3 separate regions of the Drosophila melanogaster genome follow, and regions 1 and 2 are each linked to region 3. A link is a contact called in public Hi-C and targeted proximity ligation data. All regions are on one chromosome and are shown on one strand. The core of a region is the stretch at or near the end of the contact, and the rest is flanking DNA. Distances in the headings are between cores, read along the strand shown.

Region 1 (2,777 bases), core at 277-2,776, 100 kb after region 3:
GACCATCCACTTTTGTGTCTTGGTGAAGGTAACCTGTTTATATCCTGTAGGATCGCTTAATGTGTCTGCTTTTCCCTAACTTAAAATCCAAGCACTCAAACGAACCAATTCTAATCAGATTTACCGCCATTGTCTATTCCACGCTGCCCACGCAATGGACGTCATAACCACTCCACCACTTCACACAAACACAGATGCTCGAGTGTTCGCGATGGCAGCAACCAACGTCAGAGCCAGTACTCCACCAAGACCACGTCGAGCAGCGTGGCCAATCTGTCGCTGCACGAGAAGCCATCGGTGGAGAAGCCGCTAGTGATCAGCTCGAGCGTGGATCCTCAGAAAACCACCATCTTCCGCTGATCACAGCACTCGCAGTTGCCGCCATAGGCAGAGCATTGAATACCTCGGGATGCGTGCAGATCAGGAAGGACTAATCGCATTTATATTCATTTCGATCGGATCCTCGCATTATTGCGAACACTGCGTTCCTTTCTGTAGATAAAGATCACTTATTCATATTTTAGGACTACATATTCCTATCATGAGATTATTCTGTAATCAACATTTAAAGTCGATATCTATAAATTCGCGAAGTAGCATCCACATACGGATAGAACTTTATGAAAGACACTACTATAAGAGAAAGTCCCTATCCCCCAGAACTACCACGAAAACCCTTACCCACCCCACCCCGCCCAATTCTCTTTCATTTTTTAATGCCATGTGACCACGAACAACCTGATTAGTTGTATAAGAAATTTATGCAGAGCCATATCTACTGTTTATGCAAGCAAAATTGTAAGGTTCTCCGAACCCAGCTGAGAGATCAAATTTGTAATTCTCCATTAGCCTAAGTCCAAGGTAAACATCCAGCAAAAATACGTAACATACAGATGTGCCTTGTTAAAAACGAGATTGGTGTTGATTGTATACCCTCTTTGCATAAATGTACCATTCTCCATATCTGCATTATCTCTGAACTAATGTAAAACACAATACAAGAATTATAATTGTATTTCAAGCTTAATAAAGCCAAAGATAAAATGAACGTCGTTTTTTCCTCAGCGGATCTGTTTGTCAAAAATCAACGAATCTTTTCGAATATTCTTGAAGACCGTAAACGATATCAAGCCAGGTCACACACCTACATGTAGACAAACTTTGTATAGCCTGGAAATGCACCTAAATATTTAAAAACTAAAGCTGTGGTAAATTCGTTTGGGCCATTTGGATTGTCGGTTAAAAATTGGATTTTCTTTACGGTCGCAAAGGCAATAAATTATAGAAAATGGATGGAAATAATCTAATCTAATATTCTTAACTTTTATATCTATCTCAAGATAAGTCTGGAAATGGCTCGAATGGATTATATGCTTACAACTTAAGGTATGCATGTGCAAGTTCCGAGCTGGTTGAGATTCCACGCCGGTTTCTAGGAGGAGGGGCGGGACGGGTTGTGAGTCTTCCCAATCGCTCTTTTTGCCAGCTGCTTGTGGTCGCGTCTGGTTTTGGGAACGGCTAATCAGTTAGTCTGTTTTTTATTCTTGGCCAGCATGGAGCTCCGTTGCGGTTGCCGGTTTGTCGTTTAGAGAGAGGCAAGACGACTAGCTAGGAGAGACTCTCCACCAAACTTTTATGTTTATGGTTGTTCTTTTTGGTGTTGTCGGTGTCGTTGTCGCAATCGCAGCCGTTTTTAGACCCGCGTCACATTCGTTGTCAATTTTGGGTTTCCATTGTTGTTGGTGCAGATTTCTGACTCGGCGAGTGTGCGTGCATTGCTCAAAGCGAACGGCGATCGCTTCTCATATTTGTTTACTTAATTATCGAGCTGAACAGCGTGTGACGTCAGGCCGACGAACGAATCGACCAAAAATCCAACAAGCGTGGATCAGTTAGCCATGGTCTCGCCATTGATAATTCTTTTAATTATTTGGCTCTCCGTGGGCGCAAAGTCAGTGGAGATCGCCAGTATAAACCATCCCTGTGCCTACGCCCACACGGTCAACATTACGGATGGACTGCGGATGAAGGATGGCTCCTACTCATACGCTGGAGTAGTGGTCCCACCGCATCTGATGGCGGAGTACTCCTTCAAGGTGATCGATGGAGTGGAGTACCGGGCCAAGAAACATCTGCGCGGCTGCGTCTGTCTGCTGAAGCCCTGCATCAGTTTCTGTTGTCCGGAGAACCTCGTCTTTGATGCCAAGCACTGGAACTGCACAATGCCACACCAAGTCCGCGAGTCCACTCACGTGGAGCTCACCTACGCTAACAGGACTGTGGATCAAGTACGCATACGCGATCGTTTTGTGGTGCGCACAGAGCTGGGTTGCCGGAACAAATTCGTGGACAAAAAGCACGATAACTTCTGGCAATGGGACCTCTTCGAGAATGGAACTCTGCGGCGGGACAATCGTCTGTGGTCAACGGATGAGTATTGCTTTAGCCCGTTGGAGCACAATCCGGAGCAGTGGGAGCTCACTCCGCTCAACTGCGAACGCTTTCAAACGGGGTACCGGGTTTGGATTTACGCCATTTGTGAGTCGTGTTGTTTGAATACTTTCGAAGAGATTCTAACTCTTGTTCCCTTCTAGGCAGTATTATAGCCATCATTATAAACATTTTCATACTCTCCCTACTTGGATCTGTGAGAGATGCCCGTAAAAGCCACTATGGCCAGTTAATCATCTACTACTTGCTGTCCATGATCGTTGGTTACTCCCTGTTGGTCTACTTGGCCTTGAAGAATCCCATGAAGCTCTCGCATGTGGCTTGCA
Region 2 (2,900 bases), core at 41-2,540, 72 kb after region 3:
TGGTAAATTCGCAGCAGGTGCTGTTGGCATTGTCTGTTCGGTCGGCGATGCACCTACAGCCACACCTTCCAGCAGATCAAGAATGTTAGCGGCGGACCCGCTATCCGGCATTAAGGGCGGGAAATCCGGGAGTGGCTCCCTTAGGCAATCTACGCTTTTTATAAAGATGCGGCTCTTGGGTCGATTTTGGCTCTGCGACATCTGAGTCTGCTTTTTAGTTTGTGCTTCAGTGACTTTTCTGCCCATAAGCGCAAGTGTCTCACTGTCCTCCATTTGATGGTCCAAGCTGAGGTGCAAGCTGAGCGCATCGCTGGTGTAGAAAATGTTTGAGCAGCCTGTCGAAAAACACGTGAAAAGTGAATGCAAATATGATGAAGCATTCCAGCAGAGCACTCATATTGAAGGCGCACTATGCCTCACCTGGACACTGTTTCCTGTGCTGCTCCATATAGCAGTTGCCCTGACTAAGGTGTTGCTGAAGACGCATCTGGCAGAGGCTTAAGAATGGACAATTAGGACAGCGCAGGATAAGAGGCGGACCCTCCTGAATGATTGCCTTGCCCTCCACGCTGGCGCAGCTGGAATTTCGAGTTGGTGGCGTTGGCGTGGCATTCAGGCGATCCTTGGCTGCCGCTTCCGCAAGTTCCGACTTGATTAGTTCCTCCGACTTAATTTCCGCTGTACGCCTGCGGAAGGCATTGCGGTAGCTTTTCTCTGGTTGCTGCAAGTCGGTGGTGTGGATCTGGACAAAGGGAATGCCCTGATTGGGCTGGGACTCCACCGCCACCTCAGTAGGTGATCGATTCCCGCCATCGGCCAGCCACAAAGTAGTTCCAGAAGGGGTGGTGTTTGCAGCAGACGCGGAGGCAGATCCGGATCCCGATCCGATGACCAGCTCTTCGTCAAAGAATCCCCCGAAGTTGGAGTCCTGCTCCAAGGAGTGAACCGGCGTGGAAAGCGACAGGTCTTGGTGCGGATGTGTAGGATGCGGATGCGACAACGGGAGCAGCTGGAAGACACACGGCGTGTTTTTCTGGCCAGAGGTACTCGCTGGTTGCTCACCTGGTTGCCGCCGTAATATCCCGGATAGGTCGCATCGCTCATCGTGGGTGCCTTCCTTGGTCCAGTTGATTCCCGGTGCCGGATTCCGGTTGCCGGTTGCCGGTTTTCCGCTTCCTGGGCACACGCCTCTTAATTCCGCATCACAAAAATTGGCATTACGCAGAAAAAAAACTTTTCATCACAAAATAACTGATAGCGAACAGCTGTTGCTGTACACAGTGTGGCAGCGGTGTTTGCACAACTATATTCGGTCACACTGTCGCGTTATGTTATGTCGTGTGTATAGGCCCTTTATTAAATTGAATAATTTAAGTTACCAATATTAAGACCGAAGTTAAATCAAACGGTATACGAAGACTAAATACAATATAATGAAATTTTTTTGTACTAAGCTAGAATAGTTTAACTAGAGGTTCTATAAATATACCAAAACGTGCTGGAGATATCGCTGTTATCGAAGACTAACCATCGCTAGCGGCTACTGCAAAAAAAAGAGCGGAGTTTCGTGGACTCGAGTGAAAATTGTGAAAATCCATTGTATACGCGACAGAAAGCAACATAAGGCCCCAGAATGCCGCGAATAATGATCAAGGGCGGCGTGTGGCGCAACACGGAGGTAATTATCCCAATAGTCTATCGGTTAACCACACATGGCTTACATTGGCTACCGATTTCATTTTCCCAGGATGAAATCCTCAAAGCTGCGGTTATGAAATATGGCAAGAACCAGTGGAGTCGAATTGCCTCCCTCCTGCACAGAAAGTCCGCCAAGCAGTGCAAGGCCAGGTGGTACGAGTGGCTGGATCCCAGCATCAAGAAGACCGAGTGGTCCCGTGAGGAGGACGAGAAACTGCTCCACTTGGCCAAGCTGATGCCGACGCAGTGGCGCACCATAGCCCCGATCATCGGACGGACGGCAGCCCAGTGCCTGGAGCGCTATGAGTACTTGCTGTGAGTCCAACGCACAACATACTAAGTAGAAAATTTCTGATCCCTTTCCTGCCGTACAGAGACCAAGCCCAACGCAAAGAGGATGGCGAGGACACGATGGATGATCCTCGCAAGTTGAAGCCCGGAGAGATTGACCCCAATCCAGAGACCAAGCCGGCGCGGCCCGATCCCAAGGACATGGACGAGGACGAGCTGGAAATGCTGTCCGAGGCACGCGCCCGCTTGGCCAACACGCAAGGCAAGAAAGCCAAGCGCAAGGCTCGCGAAAAGCAACTGGAGGAAGCCCGCCGCCTGGCCACTCTCCAAAAGCGGCGCGAACTTCGTGCCGCCGGAATTGGCAGCGGAAATCGCAAGCGGATCAAGGGAATAGACTACAACGCCGAGATTCCCTTCGAAAAGCGACCTGCCCACGGATTCTACGACACTTCCGAGGAACACTTGCAGAAAAATGAACCCGACTTCAACAAGATGCGGCAGCAGGACCTAGATGGAGAACTCCGCTCAGAGAAGGAGGAACGCGAACGCAAGCGGGACAAGCAGAAGCTGAAGCAGCGCAAAGAGAATGAAGTGCCCACCGCAATGCTGCAAAACATGGAGCCCGAGCGGAAGCGCTCCAAACTAGTCCTGCCTACGCCGCAGATTTCCGACATGGAACTACAGCAGGTAGTCAAGCTGGGACGCGCCAGTGAGATGGCAAAGGAAATTGCCGGTGAGAGCGGCATAGAGACGACGGATGCTTTGCTAGCCGACTACTCCATTACACCCCAGGTAGCAGCCACTCCACGTACTCCGGCTCCGTACACCGATCGCATCATGCAGGAGGCCCAAAACATGATGGCCCTCACCCACACAGAGACGCCACTCAAAGGTGGCCTGAACACACCGCT
Region 3 (2,752 bases), core at 48-2,547:
ACCCAACTGCTGCGACAATCTGAACAACCTGTCCATGAGCTTCACGCCGCAGCTCCGCTATATCCGTGGACCACCTCCGATCTGAGGACAGAGCGCGACTAATTAAGCAGGCCGCTAATCGTTGTAGGTTACCGTTACGTTATGTTAAGGCATTTAACAGCTGTAACTAGAGTTAACCAGCGCAACCAGCCACTTAGGCAGAGCCACTAAGAGCTCGCCTGTGGCGCGCGTTTTCCGCGCTCGAGGTTTTACAATCCCGAACAGAGCGCTCTCCTCCGAAAGGTGCGACACCCAGAGGCAGCCCAATTTTATATGTCTAATTTAGGTAGCGAGCGCGAAAGGAACGCAATTTATAGTAAGGATGTATTTGTTATTTCGGTTAATTTCCTACGAGTTTAGGTTGCTGTTCGATTGAACGCTGAATATGTACTTAGGCGAGGAGCAGACGATGCCCAGCCACGTGTAAACTGCCGCATAAAGGAACAAAGGGGCGGATCGTCCCCCAGATTCTTACCCAGTAAATATGATACAAACACAATGATCAATTGAGTGGCGTTTTTGTATACTTTTTTGTTTGAAAAACACTAAAGTGCCTACAAATGCGAACTGTGAACGAGGAGCTACCAGCAGATGACAAAGGATCCGTCGAGGAGTCCAAACGAGAGTATGAATCCAAGGCACCGAAGCAAACAGAAGCTAAAAAGCCAACAGCACTAAGGAGCTAGCAATGGAGCTCACCAGAACAGCGATGAAGAATCAGAGTTTATATTTTTATACGCAACGCAACTATACACAATCAGTGCGGAGACAACGAATCTTCAGCCAACACACATCATACGTTTTATGTCTATTATATTAATAGGATAAACCTTACACTTATTTTGCAAGAAAACAAAAATTCAACAAAAAAAAAAAAAACGAAAATATCTCTTAGGTTCGTGTTTGGAATTCCTAGACTTAGTTTATGGTTTACTCACTCCTGGCAGATGATCATTGTAATATACTTATAAGGTTTATACTATACTTTGTGCGTTTTCAAAACTTTCACTTGGCATTAAAAATACAAAACAGAAAATATCATTTATACACAAAAAAACATTAAAGAAAAAGTATTAAAAAGAAAAAATCGATTTCTGGCTTTAATTCAACATTTCGTAGCTTGCTTCTAGGATAAATGTAGGCTGAAAATAGGCTGGAAGCTTTTGAGCTCACTAAAGATGTATGGTCAAAGCGCTTATAAGTGCCTCCGGGTGCTAAAGATCTTTTATAGACATAGCAACCTGGACTTGATATATGTAACTTAGTTTGCAGTTAATTTACTTCATTCTCCCCAAAATTATCTGCCTAAAATGGTCTAGGGAACTTGCTACAAAATCAAGTGTGTATATAATAATGATCTAGAAACCGGAGGGCAACGGCGACGAATAGGGGCATTATCGGGACCACCTGGAGGCCGCTGAAGGGACCTAACACTACCTAAAATAAACAGCTTCGTCATGGCGGCTCTGGTGGACGAAAGCAACTACGCCTATGTGAAGCAGGTGGCTCTGGACTGGCGGGAGCTGGTGCGCGAGAAGCGCAAGAGCAATATCTTTTCGCCCACGATAAGCATGCAGGCGGTTGATTCCCAACAGCCGATAGGGGACACAAGGTCGCGGACACAGTCGATGATTCCGGCCGAGAGACGCGAGTCCAGCTTCTACCGGCACCGCTTCTCGCAGCAGGCCAAGCCCGTGGAGATCGAGTGCCAGGAGGTCGGATCAATGGAGCCAGACCGCATTCGGGTTAGCGGAGACATTCTGCTCTACATCTACCAACCGATTTTTGTGTCAAACACAGTGATGGCCTCCATTCAAGCCTGGTCGCCCAGTGAAATAAGCATAACGTCGTCCAAACTGAAGGAGCCTATTAGAGAAGAGAACCCCACGGCTAAGGTGGAATCCGATCCATCACCCGAGCCCATGTCGCCGTAATCATGAAATCCGGTGATTCTTTTTATACCATCCTAATCGTTTAGCACTTGTGAGCAATAAAGAAAATGTAAATCTGACCATTTTAACAGAAACGTAATGCCAAATCATTACAGCGTTTAAAGGGCGTATCTCAGACCCGTAGCCAGGTTTCTTTAAACCAGTTTCTTGCCTACTCTTGTCTAAGCTCGATATCCTGTTTGCCTTCCATCGAACATCCTCAATTTGTGGGACGTCCGTTGACGTTGATGGATCTGCGCCAAATGAAACGCACTGCAAAGCTGACCTGAACGAGGGAACACCACCTACATATATGCCGCACGGCGACAAAGGTGAAACCCAAAGCAGGGCTTCCTTCAGAAAGTTTTGCTTATGTAAAGCCAACAACCAATGAAAATTGAGTTAAGTACATAAATTCAAACTTCCCCTCTTCCATGAGACGTGGATTTCTCTGTCTAACACACAAGCAGCCATATCTATGCATCCCTTTTCTGTGCATTCAGTTTTATAGCTATCTCAGTCTACTGTTAAGTGCATAGCATAGACACGAACCACTGTTAAACCTTTAAGAACGCCGTAAAAAGAAGTAATCAATAAATTTACGAGGTAGTTAATGAAGTCTAGACCGAGTAGATAATGTAATAAATTAAATTAAAAGGTTAGATTTTAAGCTCTGTTTATCTGTGCGATATTTATGTTCGAGACGATGGTTGTAAACTATCTATAAATTATTTATGGAGATAAATTTAACTTAAGTCAAAGTGAGTTTGTCCGGACGATCC

The links. Hi-C and Micro-C count contacts between places; a contact is called where the count stands out from the background.
Region 1: a contact with region 3 is called in a Hi-C map of the Kc167 cell line, with 2.2 times the contacts expected there. A contact is called at or near these places in 7 of 107 Hi-C or Micro-C datasets (the Clone 8 cell line, the Kc167 cell line, the ML-DmBG3-c2 cell line and 3 more) and 1 of 7 datasets of targeted methods (the Kc167 cell line).
Region 2: a contact with region 3 is called in a targeted proximity ligation map of the Kc167 cell line, with 5 times the contacts expected there. A contact is called at or near these places in 73 of 107 Hi-C or Micro-C datasets (the Clone 8 cell line, the D17-c3 cell line, the Kc167 cell line and 25 more) and 4 of 7 datasets of targeted methods (the Kc167 cell line and the S2 cell line).

The regions. Positions count from the first base shown.
Region 1 is chr3L:331,058-333,834 of dm6, reverse strand. It overlaps mthl9 (methuselah-like 9), which reads left to right and starts at 1,526. Exons shown (of 7, transcript NM_138185.4): 1 at 1,526-2,538; 2 at 2,595-2,777. The coding sequence starts at 1,899. The region is part of intron 2 of Ptpmeg (Protein tyrosine phosphatase Meg); the gene reads right to left. It overlaps mthl10 (methuselah-like 10), which reads left to right. Exons shown (of 5, transcript NM_001274277.1): 5 at 195-1,034. The coding sequence ends at 360.
Region 2 is chr3L:359,862-362,761 of dm6, reverse strand. It overlaps CG1233, which reads right to left and starts at 1,290. Exons shown (of 3, transcript NM_167833.2): 1 at 421-1,290; 2 at 1-335. The coding sequence starts at 487. It overlaps Cdc5 (Cell division cycle 5), which reads left to right and starts at 1,379. Exons shown (of 4, transcript NM_138189.3): 1 at 1,379-1,678; 2 at 1,748-2,013; 3 at 2,073-2,900. The coding sequence starts at 1,634.
Region 3 is chr3L:432,451-435,202 of dm6, reverse strand. It overlaps CG13891, which reads left to right and starts at 1,297. Exons shown (of 1, transcript NM_138192.2): 1 at 1,297-2,057. The coding sequence starts at 1,497. The coding sequence ends at 1,973. It overlaps klar (klarsicht), which reads left to right. Exons shown (of 18, transcript NM_001043111.3): 18 at 1-1,120. The coding sequence ends at 85. It also overlaps sncRNA:438.